Regions from separate parts of the Mus musculus genome. Here region 2 is linked to region 1. Evidence: chromatin contacts called from public promoter capture Hi-C data. All regions are on one chromosome and are shown on one strand. Each heading gives the region's core, a stretch centred on a gene start, on an enhancer-like site or on the middle of the called end of the contact. The rest is flanking DNA. Distances are from core to core; before and after follow the strand shown. Region 1 overlaps Gm1587 (predicted gene 1587). Region 2 holds the start of Dnajc15 (DnaJ heat shock protein family (Hsp40) member C15).

The links. Promoter capture Hi-C pulls out the DNA fragments that hold promoters and counts their contacts.
Region 2: a contact with region 1 is called in a promoter capture Hi-C map of macrophages, with 5 read pairs. The contact joins the promoter of Dnajc15 here to the enhancer-like site in region 1. A contact is called at or near these places in 2 of 39 promoter capture datasets (the C10 cell line and macrophages), 1 of 484 Hi-C or Micro-C datasets (cortical neurons) and 2 of 9 other capture datasets (adipose tissue and bone marrow-derived macrophages).

What each region holds. Positions count from the first base shown.
Region 1 is chr14:77,793,077-77,796,471 of GRCm38.p6, reverse strand. It overlaps Gm1587 (predicted gene 1587), which reads left to right. Exons shown (of 3, transcript NR_157389.1): 3 at 1,447-2,527. Among named protein-coding and RNA genes, the nearest start is that of Gm1587, 4.2 kb to the left of the region's middle. Within about 2 kb of position 1,826, at least 47 of the 459 cell types and tissues checked have an H3K27ac peak or open chromatin away from gene starts, as enhancers often do. A contact at or near this core is called in adipose tissue, bone marrow-derived macrophages and macrophages, where this site is marked.
Region 2 is chr14:77,873,314-77,876,708 of GRCm38.p6, reverse strand. Dnajc15 (DnaJ heat shock protein family (Hsp40) member C15) reads left to right here and starts at 1,792. Exons shown (of 6, transcript NM_025384.3): 1 at 1,792-1,911. The coding sequence starts at 1,810.

The DNA of each region.
Region 1 (3,395 bases), core at 577-3,076:
AAGGGCAGCCTTGCTACATAGCAAAACCCTGTCTCAAAACACAAAACAAAAATATTAATATAATAATGCTCCACATAACCCCTGGGACATAGTTGTACTCTAGGAGAAAGAAGTATATGTAAAATTCAAATTTAATTTGACATTTCATAGTTTGGCTTGCTAACTCTGACAACTCATGGATGTTGCAAACACAAGCACTTTCCTAGCCAGCCCAATTCTCTGATGGCCCTGATCTATATCTCACTATATCTGCTGTTCTGGAGCTTAAAACAGTCTGGAGACCTGACTTTGGGGGACCAGAATGGCAGCAGTGTGAGGCTAAGAGGGTAAAAGGCAATGTATGTGAGATGGGCTGGAACTTTAACAAGGACCCCAGCAGTGTTGTCTGTGTGCTGCCAGCAGGCCAGCTGGGCAGGATGCTGCACCAGGCTTTCTTTCTCTCTTCCCCTTTACTGGTTGAGGGACTCCTTAAGTCCCCCTCAAAGACCGAGGACACAAAAGGAAACCAGCAAGATTTTTTCCTTTCCTTAATGCCAGGCCCTGGAGAGCTGGCTTGCTTTTTCTTCTAAAATGCCAAGCTGGGCAAGTGGCAAACAGAACCACTCCAACCTTCACCCTTTGGGATTGTTTTTAAATATCTGTCTGTTGTAGCCAGCTTAGAATCTAGCTCTGTCTGCAAACCAGTAGAGGACACGCTTTATTGGAAGGGGCATTACTGTGAGCGCTGTGTGTCTTGTGGTGGTTTTCCTACACTGCATACTATTCTCAAGTTACAGATTCAGGGAGAGGTCCACTCAGGCTGTGAGGTGTTCAGAACCTGCTTTCAAACCCAGGACACTATTGTCTGCCCAAGGAACCAAATCTATTGCCAAGTGCGTACTAGGTTGTCATCCTAACTTGTCCTTTAGCGCTCATGAGGGGTGGACTCTTTTTGAGGAAGTAGTTCTGAGAAGTACCTCCCTCCTTGGAGATCTTTTCCTTCCTTCCTGAGCTATAGGACTTCCCCATGTGTGATGTGGGGAAAAGCCATTCATTTTTTCTGTGTCCTCCTAAGTGCACGAGGTCCTGAAGAACTGAGCCAAAGTTCCTCTTTCTACCAAGCGTTTCCCTTGCCAACATCAGTAACACCCACATCTCACAGCAAATCAACAAACACCCTCCATTGGAAGCAGCGTGAGGATGCCTTATCTGAAATGCTTGGAGCTTCAGAGCTGAGGGGGGAAAAATTAAGACTTAGAATCATTGAATACACAGTGTGATAGTTTGAGTGCTCAGAAAGTTTTAGATTTGGGTGTTGTTCGGACTTCAGATTAGGGATATTCAATTTTACTATTCTTAATTCTCTTTTCCACGAAGTCTGAAGAGAAAAAAAATAAACTAATGAGAGTTGGAGAGATGGCAGAATTGTCCCGCCTTACCTTCTCACCCAAGCTTCTTATCCTACAGCCGAGAAGAACATGTGGTCAATGAAGCTCTTCCTGGAAGTAGACAAGGCATTTCCCAGAATCCTACTTCCAAGAAGAAGCTCTGGGATCCTGCGTCATCCCATGCTGTGCCTTCCTCTTTGTGACCAAGTGCTGAAGCTTTGGCTGAGGTATAGGGACAGGCATAGCTGTGAGGCCTGGGTGGAGGCCTGGGGAAGTCTATAAATGGAGATTACAGCATTCAAGCCGCTTCAATCCTTGTGTTCTGCAGATCTTGGGCCCTTGGAGGGGGTTTATGACTAACCGTGATTGCCTGCTCCCTCAGATCTCACACAGGTCGTTTTTCTTACCAGTCCCATCTGGGGTGACTATGCCAGTATCTTTGCTGACAGAGTTGAATTTGGTCTGTGTTTCGATTGCACAAGAACAAAGCCTGCACTGTAGGAACAACTGTCTCGAGGGCACATCCAGAGCAGGCAGAGTTTCCCTCTCTCTCTCTTGTGTTCCTCTCTTTATTGCTTCCGTTCCTGTACATATTTCAGTGATGTCAGGATTTGGAATGGCTCTACCTTGAGGGGAGCCAAGAAATCCTGAGTGTGTGTGTGTATGTGTGTGTGTTCATGTGCATGAGAGTATATACTGGCAAGACCAAAGCAGTTTGATGTATATCAGCCTGGCTGTTTATTGATCCCATGGAGGTAAAGAAACAGATTGGAATCTCCTGGCTGTAAGAAATATAACCCTTGACCAGCTGCAGCCATTTTTCTGTCTCCTCTGGCCAAAACAAAACAAAAACATTCATTTAAAACTTCTCACCTGGGAAGCACTTGTTAAGAGTATTTCATGCAAATGTGTAAGTTTCTTGGGCTGGACTTGCAATTCAGATCAGGAAAAAAAAAATGGTCTTGCATGCTTATGTCTGAGCATGCATTTTGCAGGAAGCCATTTTGTGAACAAGCAGACGGATTACTTCCGTGTTCTGGGATGGTCGTGCCTCATGTGAGGTTTGGGGGTGGGTTTTGCTTCACTTTCTTCATAAGGTTTTGAAGCTCGGTGGCTAGGAAGTTGATGGGGTACTGTCCCTTGCTAGGGAAGAGGTCCTGGAAATAAAGTGTTGAAATACACGCTAAAGAAATAGTGTGTTGAATTCTTGTCTTGAAAGCTTTTTGAACAGTAACTGAACAACAAAAACAAAAAACTCCAAAAATTAAAAAAATCGGATTTATATCTCGTTTATGTTTTGAGTTTTGGAGAATGTTCCATCACCTTCTTTCCAAAGTCTCGTTTCACATTTTAAACCAGGTACAGTCTACAAAGGATAATCTCTGGAAATGCTGAAGAGACTTCTCGTTAGGATTTCCAACTTTCATGGTAAATTGAGGTAAAAGCACTGTAGCACACACCTTTAGTCCCAGCACTTGGGAGGCAGAGGCAGGCAGATCTCTGTGAGTTCGAGGCCAGCCTGGTCTCCGGAAATGACACCTTGTCGCTGTGATTTTCAGCTTCTAGTGCTTTCGGGCCACCTGCTTCACACAAGGGCCTGTGCCTGGGAGGACACTGACCCTGTGGCGTCAGAGTGCCTTGCTGGAGAGCAGCTTTCAAAAGCCAGCCGAGATCATACGGGTTCTCTCTGCCAGGGACTCGATCTGTTTCAGCCATATGCTCTACTGAAAACAGATGAGAGAGGATGAACGCAGAACCTTTTAGAAACTAATTTTTAAAATTATGTCTAACTCATCAGATAAATTTTAAAGAAAATACCATCCGAAGAATTAACCAAAAAGGTTAGGAACTATTTTTGAATCGCGAGGCTCACAAACAGCAGATGGGTTGTAGGAAGGGGTGTCTAGCCCTGTGCTTCTCTGCTAATGTCAATGACATCAGCATACGAATGTCAACCAGATGCCTGTACCTTTCTGCTTTCTACTGAAAGAGAAGATCGCTTCAGATGTTAATGAGCACATGTCTCCC
Region 2 (3,395 bases), core at 543-3,042, 80 kb before region 1:
TCACTGGAGATGAGAGTTCCCTCTAACACTGTCCACTTCTGTAGAAGTAGCAGTGGAAGGAAGTTCAGTAAAGTCTAGAAGCAGCCAGTAATGTACTCTCCATAGACCTGAAATGCAGCAGGCTGACTCCCCTCCATGCTGCCCTCTCTTCTGCTGTGTTTCCCACCCCAGCCCCCTTTTTCTCCTGGCTTCCACTTTGGAAGCTTTTTCCCAGCTCTTGAGCAGGTGCACTGTTCTAAAAAGAGCTGGCTCACTCCTGTCTTGCTCTAATTGCTTGTTTGCTCCAGGCTAGCAGCCTATGACTGTTAGGGTCCAGCTGCTAGGATACATCATTAGCCTCCCTTAGACTGTAACTCCAAGGACTCGGAGACCTTATTTGTTTACTTGATGCTAAAGGCACAGTCCCCCAGCACTGTACCCAAGACCTGACATATGCTCAATAAATTGAATACACTGAACACATGGATGATGAATGCATGATATGTAGGCTTCAATCCAATTCATTTGGTTTGATCACGAATAATTGTGGATTGGCTTAATAAAGTAATTTATGTAATAAAGCCGTGTTTCTGAAGAGTTCTGAAGTATTTTTAACACATTATTACATATCACCGGCTCAATTCTTGGTGTTTATTTCCATGTGGAATTTGTGACCCCTTTCTTCTTCTAACTAAAACAAACCCCATGCTCCCTACTGACCACATCAGTGGCTGAGCCTCCAAGGAAGCCTTTGTGGCTGTTCTCGTTTCTCTCTGTGAACTCTGACACTGATTTTGCTTTCATTTGTAGCTAATCTAGCATGCTTGCTCGTGCTTTTAGTATATGGTACTAGCATGGTGTTTAATGTAATCTTTCCTTCCTGATTCTAAATTCCTTCAGGCCCTAAGCATGAGAATAATAATATATGGATAAATTAATAGGTTCTTACAACTGGTTTTTTGTTTGTTTGTTTGTATGGTTTGTTTTGTTTTGTTTTTCAAGATAGGGTTTCTCTGTATAGCTCTGGCTGTCCTGGAACTCACTTTGTAGACCAGGCTGGCCTCGAACTCAGAAATCTGCCTGCCTCTGCCTCCTGGGTGCTGGGATTAAAGGCGTGCGCCATCACGCCCAGCTAGGTTCTTACAACTTTTAATGTAAAAAAACAAAACAAAACAAAAAAACCAAACCCCAAAACAAAAAAAAACCTTCTTGTAGGCTGGATTGCAAAGTGTATAAAGGGTAAAACAGCAGCCAACTTGGTACAGGGGTTAGAAAGCGTATTAGCTTCAGTTATTGCCTAATATCTGTTCGAGAAAGCTTGACCTAAACATTAATAATGAAGTTAAGTCTTTATGTATTCAAATTAGTCAAAATCATTTGCTGTGAGCGCAAGTTAGTGGATCATCAGTATCTTCCCAGTGATTTCACTAACATGTGAAATCACATTCATTTCTAGTTGGGAAGGTCAAGCAAGGAAGCCCTCCCTGGCCTTGTTTCTATTCCCAGGCACCATCGCGGTACTTTGGAATCTCTCCCTGCCTGGTTTTAGAGGAAACTCAAGGTAGACCTAAGAAGGCCCCGCCTCTTCAGGCTTGGTTGTTATAGTGGAGGGTGGCACAAACAAACAAACAAGGCTCTGTAAGGGTCTGACCCCGGGCTTTGACAGGGTCAGTTTATCGGAGATGGAATGAGAACCAGATTCTCTGCAGCCAGGTCTCCACTAATAAAACTGAACACCTACTCAGAGCGCGAACTTAACCGGTCCGCACTAATTTGTCCCCGCGGACGCCCCGTAGACAACTCAGTGCGTCCTCGGAGTCCTGCAGTGCCATGGCTACCGGTGGCGGCGTGACCTCCAGAGAGGGGCTGCGCTACGCCGAATACCTGCCTCCTTCTGCCCAAAGGTCGGACGCCGACATCGACCACACAGCGGTGAGTCTGCCGGCCGCCACTGACCTGCACCCCTAAACCCCAAGACCTCCCACTCCCACCCCCTTGCCCGGCTGCCTGTGCCCGGCGTGGTACCTGGCTGTCTCCTCAAAGTGTCACGGACCACAGAACAGGCCCACGGTTATCCAGTGAAGAGACCCATGGGTTCCCCCTGGGCAGAGGGGGCCCGGTGGAGCCAGGAGCCTCCCTTGGGGAAAAGTAGTTAAGAACCAGGGCGCGAAGCTGCGTGAGAACAGTTGGGACCTCTAGCACCCCCAAGTCTGGAGCAACTCAGCCTAGATCCGGGCAGAAAATGCTTGCGATTTATTGAGGCGGCTTCTTTCCTTCCACCTTGTGGTTCCTGAAGATCGAACTCAAGTCAGCCATCACCTCCACTGACCGAGTCACCCCGCTCGTTCACATCTGTAGGAGAGTCTAGAATTCAGGACATAACTTAGGAGGTCTCTTTAACAGCCAGCCTCAGGAATGCTAAATTGTGGGAGTCTTCACCAGTTCACGCCACTGTCCTTTCTATAACAGAAACAAAAACAAAAACAAAACAAAACAAAAAAAAAAACCAACTTTCTTGTGATATCCTGACATGAAATTAAAGTTTCTAAAAATCAATATAATAGTCAAATTGAAACGTAACGGTGAAGTAAATATCTTCTTAGTAATAAGTAGCTGTTTGAATTTGTAAATGCCTTCACGTTATTTATTATATTACAGGCTGCAATGAAGTGATCATATTGCCCTCGCATTGCAGCAGTTGTACATGGGACAGCTACAAATGCCAAGCCGGCAGGATTTTATTTTTTAAAAGGACTCACTGTATTTCCTACGCTGGCCTGGAGCTTACGATTCTCCTGCTTCAGCCTTCTTACTTCCTGGCCTATCAGATATTGGCATCCTGTTGTTATTTAAAAAAATTTTTTTTTTCCCAAAAAAGCAAACACTCTGAGGTAAATTGTTAGAAATGTCTCCTCACTTTGTAGGGTAAGTTCACTTATGGAAAATTAAGCCTGTACTAAAACAGAGTAGAAGTATAAATGGTTGAAAGTTCTTAACAAAACAAAGATGGCCAGAAACTGGTTATTCACCATTTAATGTCACTGGCATCTTGTAACACTTGGAGAGTTAGGGATGGTTTTTTATTCCTGGTTGGCCAGCCTTGCACATGATAGGACTTTTGAAATCGGGAGTCGACCATCCACAAAGTACTCTTCCTCTTAGGCAAACTACTGTGGAAGCTCAAAAGGGCTTCACAGCGTTTTCAGATTGTCCCTGAGGGATCGATGTTGACTGTGTTGAGAATACCTGGTCTAAATCAAACAGTGAGGTAGACGACAAGATTATTAGTAATGACTTTAGGTAACTGAAAATAATGGGAAACTGACAAAAGGGTGTTAGGAAAGGAAAACTTGGCCTTGAGAAGGATCAGCCTGGTTGACAGAGCCAATTCCAGGACAGCCAAGACTACACAGAGA